Regions from separate parts of the Drosophila melanogaster genome. Here region 1 is linked to region 2. A link is a contact called in public Hi-C data. All regions are on one chromosome and are shown on one strand. Each heading gives the region's core, a stretch centred on a gene start, on an enhancer-like site or on the middle of the called end of the contact. The rest is flanking DNA. Distances are from core to core; before and after follow the strand shown. Region 1 holds the start of ATPsynC (ATP synthase, subunit C). Region 2 holds the start of Sap-r (Saposin-related).

What was found. A called contact is a pair of places that touch in the nucleus more often than the background predicts.
Region 1: a contact with region 2 is called in a Hi-C map of the Kc167 cell line, with 4 times the contacts expected there. The contact joins the promoter of ATPsynC here to the promoter of Sap-r in region 2. A contact is called at or near these places in 11 of 107 Hi-C or Micro-C datasets (the D17-c3 cell line, the Kc167 cell line, the S2 cell line and 4 more).

The regions. Positions count from the first base shown.
Region 1 is chr3R:31,216,748-31,221,984 of dm6, reverse strand. It overlaps ATPsynC (ATP synthase, subunit C), which reads left to right and starts at 2,355. Exons shown (of 4, transcript NM_143595.2): 1 at 2,355-2,449; 2 at 2,937-3,042; 3 at 4,041-4,245; 4 at 4,808-5,237. The coding sequence starts at 2,995. The coding sequence ends at 4,971. CG12054 reads right to left here and starts at 1,283. Exons shown (of 7, transcript NM_001260456.2): 1 at 1,143-1,283; 2 at 520-1,072. The coding sequence starts at 619. It overlaps mir-4949 (mir-4949 stem loop), which reads left to right and starts at 2,613; the gene lies at 2,613-2,711. It also overlaps RNaseP:RNA.
Region 2 is chr3R:30,886,542-30,892,594 of dm6, reverse strand. It overlaps Sap-r (Saposin-related), which reads left to right and starts at 3,533. Exons shown (of 7, transcript NM_079858.4): 1 at 3,533-3,710; 2 at 3,856-3,934; 3 at 5,691-5,973; 4 at 6,048-6,053. The coding sequence starts at 3,662.

The sequences.
Region 1 (5,237 bases), core at 1,106-3,605, 330 kb before region 2:
GCCGGTTTCCACTACACCGCAAACAACAACTAGATGCTGTGCTGGCCTTCCAAACACACACGCACGCACACACACAGACAGGCGGGGTTTTGAATGGATCACCGGCTTTTTTGCTTTTGTTTTGCTTGTGCTGCGCTCTCGCTCGCACCCGCACTTTCCAGCCAGCGCACCGATCAACGAATGCTGTACGCGCCTGGAAAACAGGGCGTGTGTGTGCGGCGTGCAGCGGTGTGTGTGGGCACAGGTAGCCATTTCCAGGCTTCCAGCATCGATTTTGCCTTTAAGTGCAATAAATGCCGAATGCAAACTGCAAATCATATCGTAGAAACAACATCCAATTCACCACGAAGCCGTTCACGCACTCACACACTGACGAACTCGCACACCTCTGCCCCGCTGCGATCCGATTTGTTTTTTTATTTATGCCGCGGCGAGTAAATAAAATAAACAAAACACACCGAGAACATCACGCGACGGTCAAATGATAGCGATATTTACGGTGTTTACGACCCGTCTCACCTATGTGGGTGTCCTCGATGTGGGAAATCAGATCGCTCAAGCTCGGAAACGTGATGCCGCAGCCATTGTACTTGCAGACGTTGATCAGGAAAACGGCCATAATATATATCGTATTATCATATATATATATATATCACGTATTCCGAAGAGAACGAATGTGGCGAGTTATGTAAAAAAACAGCAACTAAATCGGGGGCTGGTCAGTGTGGCCAGGTCAGCACTGCACCGAAACGTCCATTTCCAGGGCTGCAATTTCAGCTTAGCGGCGACTCCCACCCACTTCCAATGTGCTGTGGTGAGTTTAGGGGGTTATGTGGCGTTTGATCGGGCGAATACTGTTCGTTGGTAATCAGGCGATAATAAGTCGCTTTCGAAATTCAGCAGGAGTACATGGCTTGTTTTTTTGTTAGCGATGAACCCTGCTTGTACTGCAATTCAGCTGCTTCTGCCGTCTCTTTCCCTACGCCGCTGTTCGGTGTGGTGTGTTTCGCTCCTCTGGCGTTTCCTCACACACGCACACACTCATGCGCAAGTGATGTTATGCAATTGAGGGCTGCAACATTTTGGGGGGCGTAACTGGGTTTAACTGACTTCAAATTAGCATCAGTATTATATTTACTTACAGCATTCTGTGCTTCGATTCAGTTGCATTCGCAGTTGCCGCTGGGTAATTAAAACATAATTTAAGCCGACGTGACGTAGACACAAACACCGACGTCGAACGACGCGTAACGCTGCGTTTGTGGTGGTGTGCGTGACTGTGGTGAGTTTGCACGTACCAGGGCTGCACTGCATTCTCGGGCTCTTAGCGAGTGCACCCTCCTAACTAATTTAAGTCTAGCAGATACACCTTCCTATAGAACATTAAATATTTTGAGAATACAAACTTATATTTCGATGAAAATATGCCGGCCGGCTCTAGTTATTTACTAAGGCATTATTCCATAAGAAATTATTACAAGAAATAAATAAAAAATTTTATATTGTTTATTGCGTATAGAATTATGAAAAGATGCCAGAGGGCTCTAGTCGTTTCCTTTTGTATATATAGTTCCGTAAAAATTAATGAAAACAATAAATAATAATTAATTATATATTATATTATATATTATATATAATATAAAATTACACTTTTATTTCAATTTCGGGATAGGCATACTTGAAGCTTAGCTAAGGTTTATTAAAATGTTACCATATATATAATTTTTACATATGAATTTAATATTTTCCACCCCATCAAATATATTTTAAAAAGACAGGGAAACTTAGGGCACGATGAATATTATTACAACTGAAGTCTGGTTATATTTTATATACATAATTTCATCAACTATATTGATGATAAAAATATATTTCACAATACATATGTATGTAGTTAAATAAAAGAATAGATTATGTGCATGTAAAACACAAACGATTATACATACTTATTTGGCCCTACACTTGCCAAATTCATTGAAAACTTATCTAATTTATCTAATTATCTAATTATCTAATTTATCTATTGCATTTGCTGGTTGAAAAATTTTCAGAATGACCCGTTTTTATGGACCGTTCGCCAAAGATTTTATTTTATTAATTTGTAGTATAAATAAATAAACAAAATTAGAAAGACGCAGTTTCGTGGGAAAGGGCTATTTAATTGATTCTACGTATCCACTACTGTTATGGTCACACTGCGCCTATTGTGCAAGGGCAACCTCCTATTCTAGCAAAGACTCGCTCCTGGGGCGCGTCTCTGCTGAAAATGTGTAGCCAGGACTTGCACCGTGGATTGGGTTCTCAACCAAAATGGTATTTCTGGTACTTTCCAGTATTAAATCGACCTATCGTCCTTTTTCCCAGCTCCCGCTGACGGCCACACTTAGCACCCCCCAAAAGTCAGCGAAATTGTCAAATTCGTTTTACTGTTGTGAAGGGTTCGTTCGAAGTGAGTTGCTTTTTCCGGGTTTTTCCGTCCGCTGGCGGAGCACCCCCCTTATCAGCACCCCTCTGTTGGGTAACAGCCGTGCAAACGCCTCAGATAGCCAAAAAACGCGGAATTAGTGAAGAATCGTGTGAAATTTCGCCAATTAAAGTGCGAAACGTGTTTGATAATGCGCCGCCATCTTGCGGCACACTCGCACACACACACGTGTGCCATTCTGGTTTTGCAGTGGTGTGCGTGTGTGCCTCGAGTCGTTGCGTCACTGGAAAAGTTAGAAAATCGGCAAATTCGCAGAGGAAAAGCCAGCAAATCGGTTTCAATTGATGACTGAGCACAGATCGAGCTGAGAGTCGAGTGAAAATCCGGTGCGAGGGCAGATTTTCCGCATGTTACGTAACTTTTCTGAGGCGGCGTGGGACTTGATACAATGTATTCTTGGGACAGAAAGTCAGCCCAGAACTAATCGATATCTCCGTCTATATCTTTGCAGAGCCGTGCGCTAGCTTCAATTTTGTCGTAAGCAAAACAAAAAGGAAATTCAACCGAAAATGTTCGTGTCGACAGTCTCTCGCATTGCCCCAGTTGCCAGGAGCGCCGTAAGTACCCCTTCCCCATTTTTATGTCCGAATTGTGCGAGATAAAGTTAAAATGTGCAGGAAATTACATAATTATCGGAAAAGTGCATTGATTTTCCCGATCTAACCATTTGAATGCCGCCCTGGCGTGGTGAACTTCCAATGGCCGCGGTGAGAAAACACGGACGGCACACAGTTGCATAACTTTGAGGTTATGTGTGCGCCCAGTGGAATCTACTAATTAAATGCGAGAAATTGTGAATTATCGCTCAGCATCTGTGCGTAGAATTTAGTGAGTTCTTTTATTTGCAGTTTCAAAGGCTATCCCTTCATTGTATAACACCTGCTTTCAGGTCTGTGGTGTGTGTCTTTGAGGTTAGAACCGGCGAAAGCTTTCCAGTAGGGTGTTGAAAAATGAGAGGGGTGCGGGGTAATACAAATTGACAATAATTGACATTGTTTATAAAACTATAGTTGTTAATATCGGGCCACCAACAACTATGCTAGTAGCCTCTGAAGCACAACAAACACAGCAGCCAAAGTGCCAATCGAGGGAAAATTACTTAACGATTGCATAACTTGGCATTACAGCAGAGCAATGAACTTGGTCGGCACTCGAGGGTTAAGCAGCAGTATTAGTGTATTTGCCAAGATCCGGTCATGTGTGATCTAAATGCCCAAGCACTAAGTTTCTATTTCACACACAAATAGTTCTTACTTGTAGTACGATGTGAAGGAATTTCGGGTATTTATGGAACATTTTCCATAGCATTCCTATACTTATAAATTGAATTGGTAAACATGATAAACCATGAAAAGATTATATGAATCAATTCTCAATTTTTGTTGTCTATAAGCTATTAGTAGTAGATTAGTAGTGGTAATGGGGGTTAGGTAAAATATTATGAATTTTATGCATAATATATCTCTTATCACGGCCAGAAACTTTATCTCAAGCAATGTACACACGGCGTGGAATACCGCTTATATAATCAACGAACGCTCATCTACCTTTCTAGTTCCTCGCCAACTCCAAGCAGTACTTGCGACCATTGAGCAGCGCCATCATCAGCCAGAGCCAGACTTTGGCCGCTCAGAACACAACCCCCGTTGCATTGCTGCCACAGATCAGGTCATTCCAGACCTCGCCAGTCACGCGTGACATTGACTCGGCCGCCAAATTCATTGGTGCTGGTGCCGCAACAGTCGGTGTCGCTGGATCCGGTATGTATTGGTTTCGTTGGGCACCTACATCATTCAGTCAGAGGGGATCCCCAGACGCCTTGGGCTTCTTTTCCTCCAGTCAGTTGCAAACTAGCATCTGGGGCCCACACAACGAGTATCTGATTACTCCACAAACCATTGCCCCGGGAAGGTCTGAGAATCGGCCGAGCCAGCTGTTTGTTGCGGCTTCATTTCCCAGCAGGAAACCTGTGTGATTGCAGGGCGAAAGTACCAGAAATCCTGCTACCAGGTGTTGCCGTTGCCCCCGGTGACCGCCGCCTGGTTGGCATTGAAACCTTTCGTGGCCAGCGTTTTTAGTGCGATGTGCTTGCTGCCTCTAAGGCAGAACTCAATTCAGACTAATCTGTGACTGACTACCTGGTGAAAGAAGCTAAAGGCGCGTCAGGGTGACCCATCCATTCCCCATTGTCCGAATTCCATTTCTCACTTGCGAGCTTCGGCGAGAACCGGAGATGCCAACTGACTTGGACAGGGTACTAATGCTTTGATCTTCTTTCTCCTCCCAACTTCGCGACCGAAACACAACGAACCAATACAACAGGTGCTGGTATCGGAACAGTATTCGGTTCCCTCATCATCGGCTACGCCAGGAACCCATCGCTGAAACAGCAGCTGTTCTCCTACGCCATTCTGGGCTTCGCCCTGTCCGAGGCCATGGGTCTGTTCTGTTTGATGATGGCCTTCCTGCTGCTGTTCGCCTTCTAAGCGCGCCTGCTGCACATCGATTGCTCGTCCTTGTTTCCTGCGATCGGGCGCGTGCGCCAGTCGCATGCGAACGAGAATAGCAACCAAACAACACTTCAAACAAACAAACAACAACAACAACCAGAACAAGCAACACCTACGTTCGTTTTCGATTATTAATGATAAAATGATTGATTGATTGATTGATAGCAAACAAGAACATCCTGTACAACTATCTAATTATAAATACCAACAACAACCACATAATACATGTAATTTTGTTTTTA
Region 2 (6,053 bases), core at 2,284-4,783:
CACATCCAGAGATTGTGACATAATCCCAGAAGTAAAATACCTCTTTTTTTTTGGCACGGTAAATATATATTAGAGAACCGGACCTGAAGTCCCCAATCTAGAATTCTAAACACAATTTTGCATACCAAAATTCGAAGCCTTTCGAAGAGTTCAATCGAAAGGTCAGACACCACATAGCAAAAGTCTTTTGTAAGAAATTTCTATGAAATCGATGGCGCATTACAATCGACTTTATGGCTAGGAAGCCAAGTGATTACGAAACCCAGAGACTGAAAATAATGTCTAGGAAGTAGAAGAAGCCGGCGAGCGACTCGTTCTTTAATTAAAGAAGAATTAACAGCTTCGCGGGGGAAAAAGCGCCAAGTCACTGCTCAAAAGCACTTCTGTTTTCATTTAACCATTTTATCATCTAATTCTGCGTATTTCTGTTTACTTTATATAGTCATGCAATTCCACAGCAGATTAGAGCAAAACACAGAGAACATCGCTCTTAAAGACTCAAGTATCCCAAGGGGCTTCCCCTTCAAAGCGGCTGTGTTGCGATGCTCTTTGTTTTGATGTGGCTTTCCGATTTTTCTACTGGACTATGTCGATGATAATATGCCTACGTGCAGTCGATCCATGACTGATTTGCATCGGATCCGAATCCAATATCCGAGCATCTCGCATGTCGGTGCTAATAGGCGGTGAGTATCTTTATGCGGAGGGCCGGCCGTCCTCTACTGTTTTCAAGATCAAGGCCACAATACGATACGAGTGGTATTCATTCATCTTCCTGCTTAGACAAGTTTTCAACAGTGCAGAAAAATAAAAAAGAAGGCTGGAATTAGATGACCCTCATTTACATGGCACGTCTTTGGTGATAAGTTCTGATAAGTACTACTAATAGTGCATAGACTTAAAATAAGTAAATTTGCTCTTATTCCGCCTTTTGCGCATTTCCGAACTAAAAAAATAAATTCAGATAGTAATCTTTTACAACTAATTACCAAGTTAACATTAAAGTTTTTATTTTGATTGTTAAGTGAAATTCTTCATTACATGATTTAATACACTTCCTTATCAGGATGTCTAATTTGTATTTAGATTTACATAATAATGACCAGTTAACGGTTGTTGACATTTCTACGTGAGTCTGTGGTTTATTCACTTTTTATCGATTCAAAATAAGCGTGGCAAACGTGTTTGGTTTCCCATAAACAAATCATGAGCGAAGTCTCACGCAAAGCAGTTCAATGGGTCAAAGTTTTCGAGAATTAGCGCTTCTAACCCAGCTAGACTACTGCATCTTTATGGCCAAATCCACACCTGAACTTGATCTGGATGCTGGACGGACTACGTGCGGAAGAAGAGCAGCAGTCAGTCGAGAAGCCTTCGCTCGAAGTCAGCTATAAAAGAGTTGTAGATCTTAACTATAACTTCAACTGTTTCTGCTTTGTTATTGTTGGGGGTTTCGTTCGCTTATAGCCATTATAGACAGTATTTGAAGATTTGACTCACAAATTATGGCCAGCAGTTGTGGCTGAATTGATTAGCTGGCATTTGGCTGTGGCTAGCGGTCTTTTAGCCCCTCGATAAGGTCAAGTTCATTTCCGCATGGTGAGGCAGTAGTTAGTGAGCTACGTTCTCTGATCTCCGAAAAGCGACTACCCCAAAGTAACTGTTTCGGAGTTTCAGGCGGATTTCATGGATAGGGAAAGGGAAATTGCCCAAGAGGTCAGCCAAAGTGGCCATAAACAATTAGCCATTAGACGGGCCTTATGTGACGCACTTGGCAATCGCGGCAATTAGAGTTGTTACCAATCTCTCCGCGGGTCACTCAACACAAAATGTATCTCGAGCCTCGATTTTATCTGCCAGCGTGTGAACTGCCGGAAATTTCACTCTTGTGGATGGATGCATTTAATTCTTTCCGAACCTGATTTTTGACCAAGTTAATTGGGAGGGAATAAAAGGCGTACTTTGTACTTTGTCCGACTATAACTTGGCTTGGCTGAATTCAAAGACCCAAACAAGCAGTCGCTTCTAGAGTAAACAAATTTATGAATGACATAAAAAAGCGGATAAAAGCAGAAAATTATCTCGCTCTTGAAACTCCGAAATTAAACGTTAGTCCAATGATTTACTGCTTCACTTATAAGCGTGTTAATTGCCTAAATTTCCTTCACTGCTGAACTTGATTACTTGTTCTTTGGCGGCGGTCCACTCAATTGCCATAATATCAATCTCGCAGCCAGACTTCAAGTGTCAAGTGCAGTGTCTGGCTGCAATTAACCCTCTACTACCCCATGGTACCTCGCCTAAGGTCACATAAACCTTAAATTCAATTCCTATTTAATCGAGTGCAATTTAATATTTCCACAATTTTTGGTTCTAAGTACCAAGTATTTCAGCAAGGTCTCAGTGGGTTAATCTCCGTCAAAGAACCGAAATGCACGGCAGGCGTTGCAATCCACGGTCAACACGACAGGTTTCAGGTTTCCTTCTAAGCCCCTGAACAGCCAAATCGTTGGTTTTGACACAGATATAGCCATGTTATGGCCGTATTGGCCGGATCGGCGCTTGCATTTGGCATTTCGTTGGGCAAACACCACCAGATGACCTCGACTTTCAATCGCTGTGAGAATGTGTCTGGCATTCTTTGCGAATGTATCTTCAGACGATTCTCACACAGATCTTGATACGCACCTCGGAATCGAGAATTACACGCCGATAGGCATCGCGAGAAAAATCTACTAGCCGGCCATTACGAGTGAGATGCATTTTCCCCAACATTTATGCCTGCGAGCTTTACATCTGGGCAGGCTCACATCAATTAACCCGCAATTACAATAGAATTTAATCATGTGCCTGCCAGTTCACGTCGCACAGTTGGCCAAGTTGGCCAAAGGGGGGTTAAGCGATGGGGCTGGGCAAAAAGGGGCGTATTAATAACCGCGCTAAGTTCAAGAACATCGCTGATGGTTATTGTCATAGTTTCGTCGCGGCAATATGTAATTAAATCTGCGGATTGCAATCGATTATAAATACATTGTGAGGCATTTGCGGGTGGCGAAGGCTTTGTTTGTTGATTGAGTGAGTGATTTAATAAATTGTTCCGACTTTAGGAGCAATAATTTTCTTCTACGATAATTGAAGTTATAATTTGAAGGACAACGTATTCAAGTACTCCATGTACTTAACACCCTATAGAAAGGTGGCCCAAATCTAATAGTTTCATATCGGTTACTTAATTGTTTATTATACCATTTTAAGTTTAATGATTTGCTGACCCCATTTTATGATAGCTTCCTCGGAGGTTTTTATGGCTTTTTGAAAGGCAAAAACAGATCTCTGTTATTAACAGAGTGCGGTTCGAGTCCATGCTCCCCCCTGATTGCTAAGTATACACTGGGTTGGTTTTATGCTAAAAGCATTATCCAAGTCTTGCTCCATAAGTATCGTTAAATAAATTTAACAATAATTCAATCGCTGACTGGTCGCACTATTATATCGCTACGGTATATATTTGACGAAACAGACGGCGGCCACACTACAGACAAATAAAAAATTGAACCAATCGTTGCAATTGCACTTCAGTTTTCGTTCAGAAATAAATACGTAGCTGCAAATAGAGGACTATCTCCGCCGACATTTAAGAAGTACAGTTAAAACCGGGAAAATGGAGAGAGCAGGCCTCTTGGCCGTTTTGGCACTGTGCTGCGCCTTTGGTGAGTGGAGAAGAGATGGAGAGAAGTGCGAAAAGCGACGTTGAAAGGGAACCACAATAATAGTTTAGTCATAGCTTATTGCGTATTCGTGCTGTGCACTCTGTTCCTCAACCGTTGCTCTCTTTGTTTGTTTGCTTTCTTGCAGGCGTCTTCGCCGCTGCCACGCCCCTTTTGGGCTCCAGCAAGTGCACCTGGGGACCCTCCTACTGGTGCGGAAATTTCAGGTGAGTGCAAAAAAGTGGGTGATACAATAAACGGTATATTCGGATAAATCGCTTGGTCATCGAACACCACAAAGTTCTCGAAGGCGAAAAGCTAACCTCTCTTAACCCCCCTCCAAATAGCGATATTACTTCTCCGCCTCACTTGCCCATTGTTTGCAGCGAAGACTCGTCTGTTCTGTTTTGTTCTCGGCCGATAAGACTATCACTCGAATCGGGAATCGAATCACTTTGCTCTACATAGCTCTATTCGCCGATAACCCCTGTTATTGCAAACTTAACACTAGTGCCGCTCTAATTGCGTCCCCTTATTTTGCGTTGTATTGTTTTACAGACTCGATGTTTTCTCTGAGTGCACTTTTCGCAATACTCTCTGCCTTCATATCCCATATTTCTGGATTTCCTTTGTCTGCACATTCGCTGTACAAATCAAATTAACAGTACCGCCAGTCGGAACATTTAGACGGCAGAGTTAAGCGCTCGTAGGGGGCACAACTTTATCGACACCGATTATATGCATGAGTAATCCAGAGGAGCAGATCGTTTTGACACAGCTCCCTTTTCTGTGCACCGCCAAACAAACCACATGATTGCTTTGTTTATCATTGTTAATTCGCTGTAGGCGGCAACAGTTGTTCCTTATCAACGAATTCTGACTAATCCCTCAGGCGTATGATGAGTACAGGGGAACATCCGAAAGTGCAACTTCTAAGCCTTAACACAATCACAATGCACTTGAAACCCTTATCTTAGCCATACTCACAATTGTAAATTCCTCAATGGAGTGATATTACATTGCGGCCACAAAGGATCACCTTACAGAAGCTATACTGTACGTACATATGTATGTATGTTACACCAAGATAAACTTGAAAACATTTACATGGACTGCATCATTAATAGAGTAAAAGCGATCAATAGGCAACTGAAAACATTTGTTAAGCACCCATCCATCGCTTATCGCTAGTCGTAATTCCTTTGTTTATTGATTGATTTATTTTTAAATGGCCAGGAAAATCCGCCATTTCTGGCTCTTAACCGTTTCTTTGTTTCTCAATTGCAGAGTGTCAAAAATTAAAAACGTCGCCATTGCTGTTGAAAATTCAGAAAACAATATCTGTGAATGCGCAGCCAAGTGAATAATATATACGTGGATACGTCCAGATATATCATTCATACATATGTACTGTTTATTTCCGTGCTTATCAGTGCTGATTTTTTGCTATTTAGACGCTTTTGTTTGGTATTCCTGGCGATTCCACCGCAGGCGTCTCTTCATGTTAATGGAAATTAGCACTTTCCGTTCGAATCAGTCAAATCGATTTATATTGAACAAATATAGGGTTACTTTCCATCAAAGTGTTGTGCTTTAAATGCTATTTGCTTATATGAGATGATATGGGCTTTGATTTAGTCAGCATAAGTTTGATGATTATTAAACCATTTCGTTCCGTCTCGGATGTTCAAAAATCAAAATTATTACCAGTCCAATGCTTCGTTGTATTCATTGAAGACCCAACATTATCATGTGAGCTGTGGGTGCATTCTTAAAGTGGATAGGGGACTACTCCCTTTTTAGTGGACTCTGGTCTTTGCTGACTCGTCGATTCTGGCTTGGCCACTCGATTACGAATGCGGGTCATTTGATCCGAACAGCGGCATTTCGCACAATCAGCTTAGTATCCGACTGCTTACTCTGATGGGTTTATCTTAACAGCAAAAAAAAAGTTTGCTAACTTTATGTCTGCTTCCTTTCCAGCAACTCCAAGGAATGTCGTGCCACCCGCCACTGCATCCAAACCGTTTGGGAAACCCAAAAGGTGCCGGTGGACACGGACTCCATCTGCACGATATGCAAGGACATGGTTACTCAGGCCCGCGACCAGCTGAAGAGCAACCAGACAGAGGAGGAGCTGAAGGAGGTCTTCGAGGGCTCCTGCAAGCTGATTCCGATCAAGCCGATCCAGAAGGAGTGCATCAAGGTGGCCGATGACTTCCTGCCCGAGTTGGTCGAGGCCCTGGCCTCGCAGATGAATCCAGATGTGAGTTTTCACCTCTACAACACATCCTCCTAAACCTTTTATTGATATATAAAATGTTTCCCTTCAATCCTCAGCAAGTT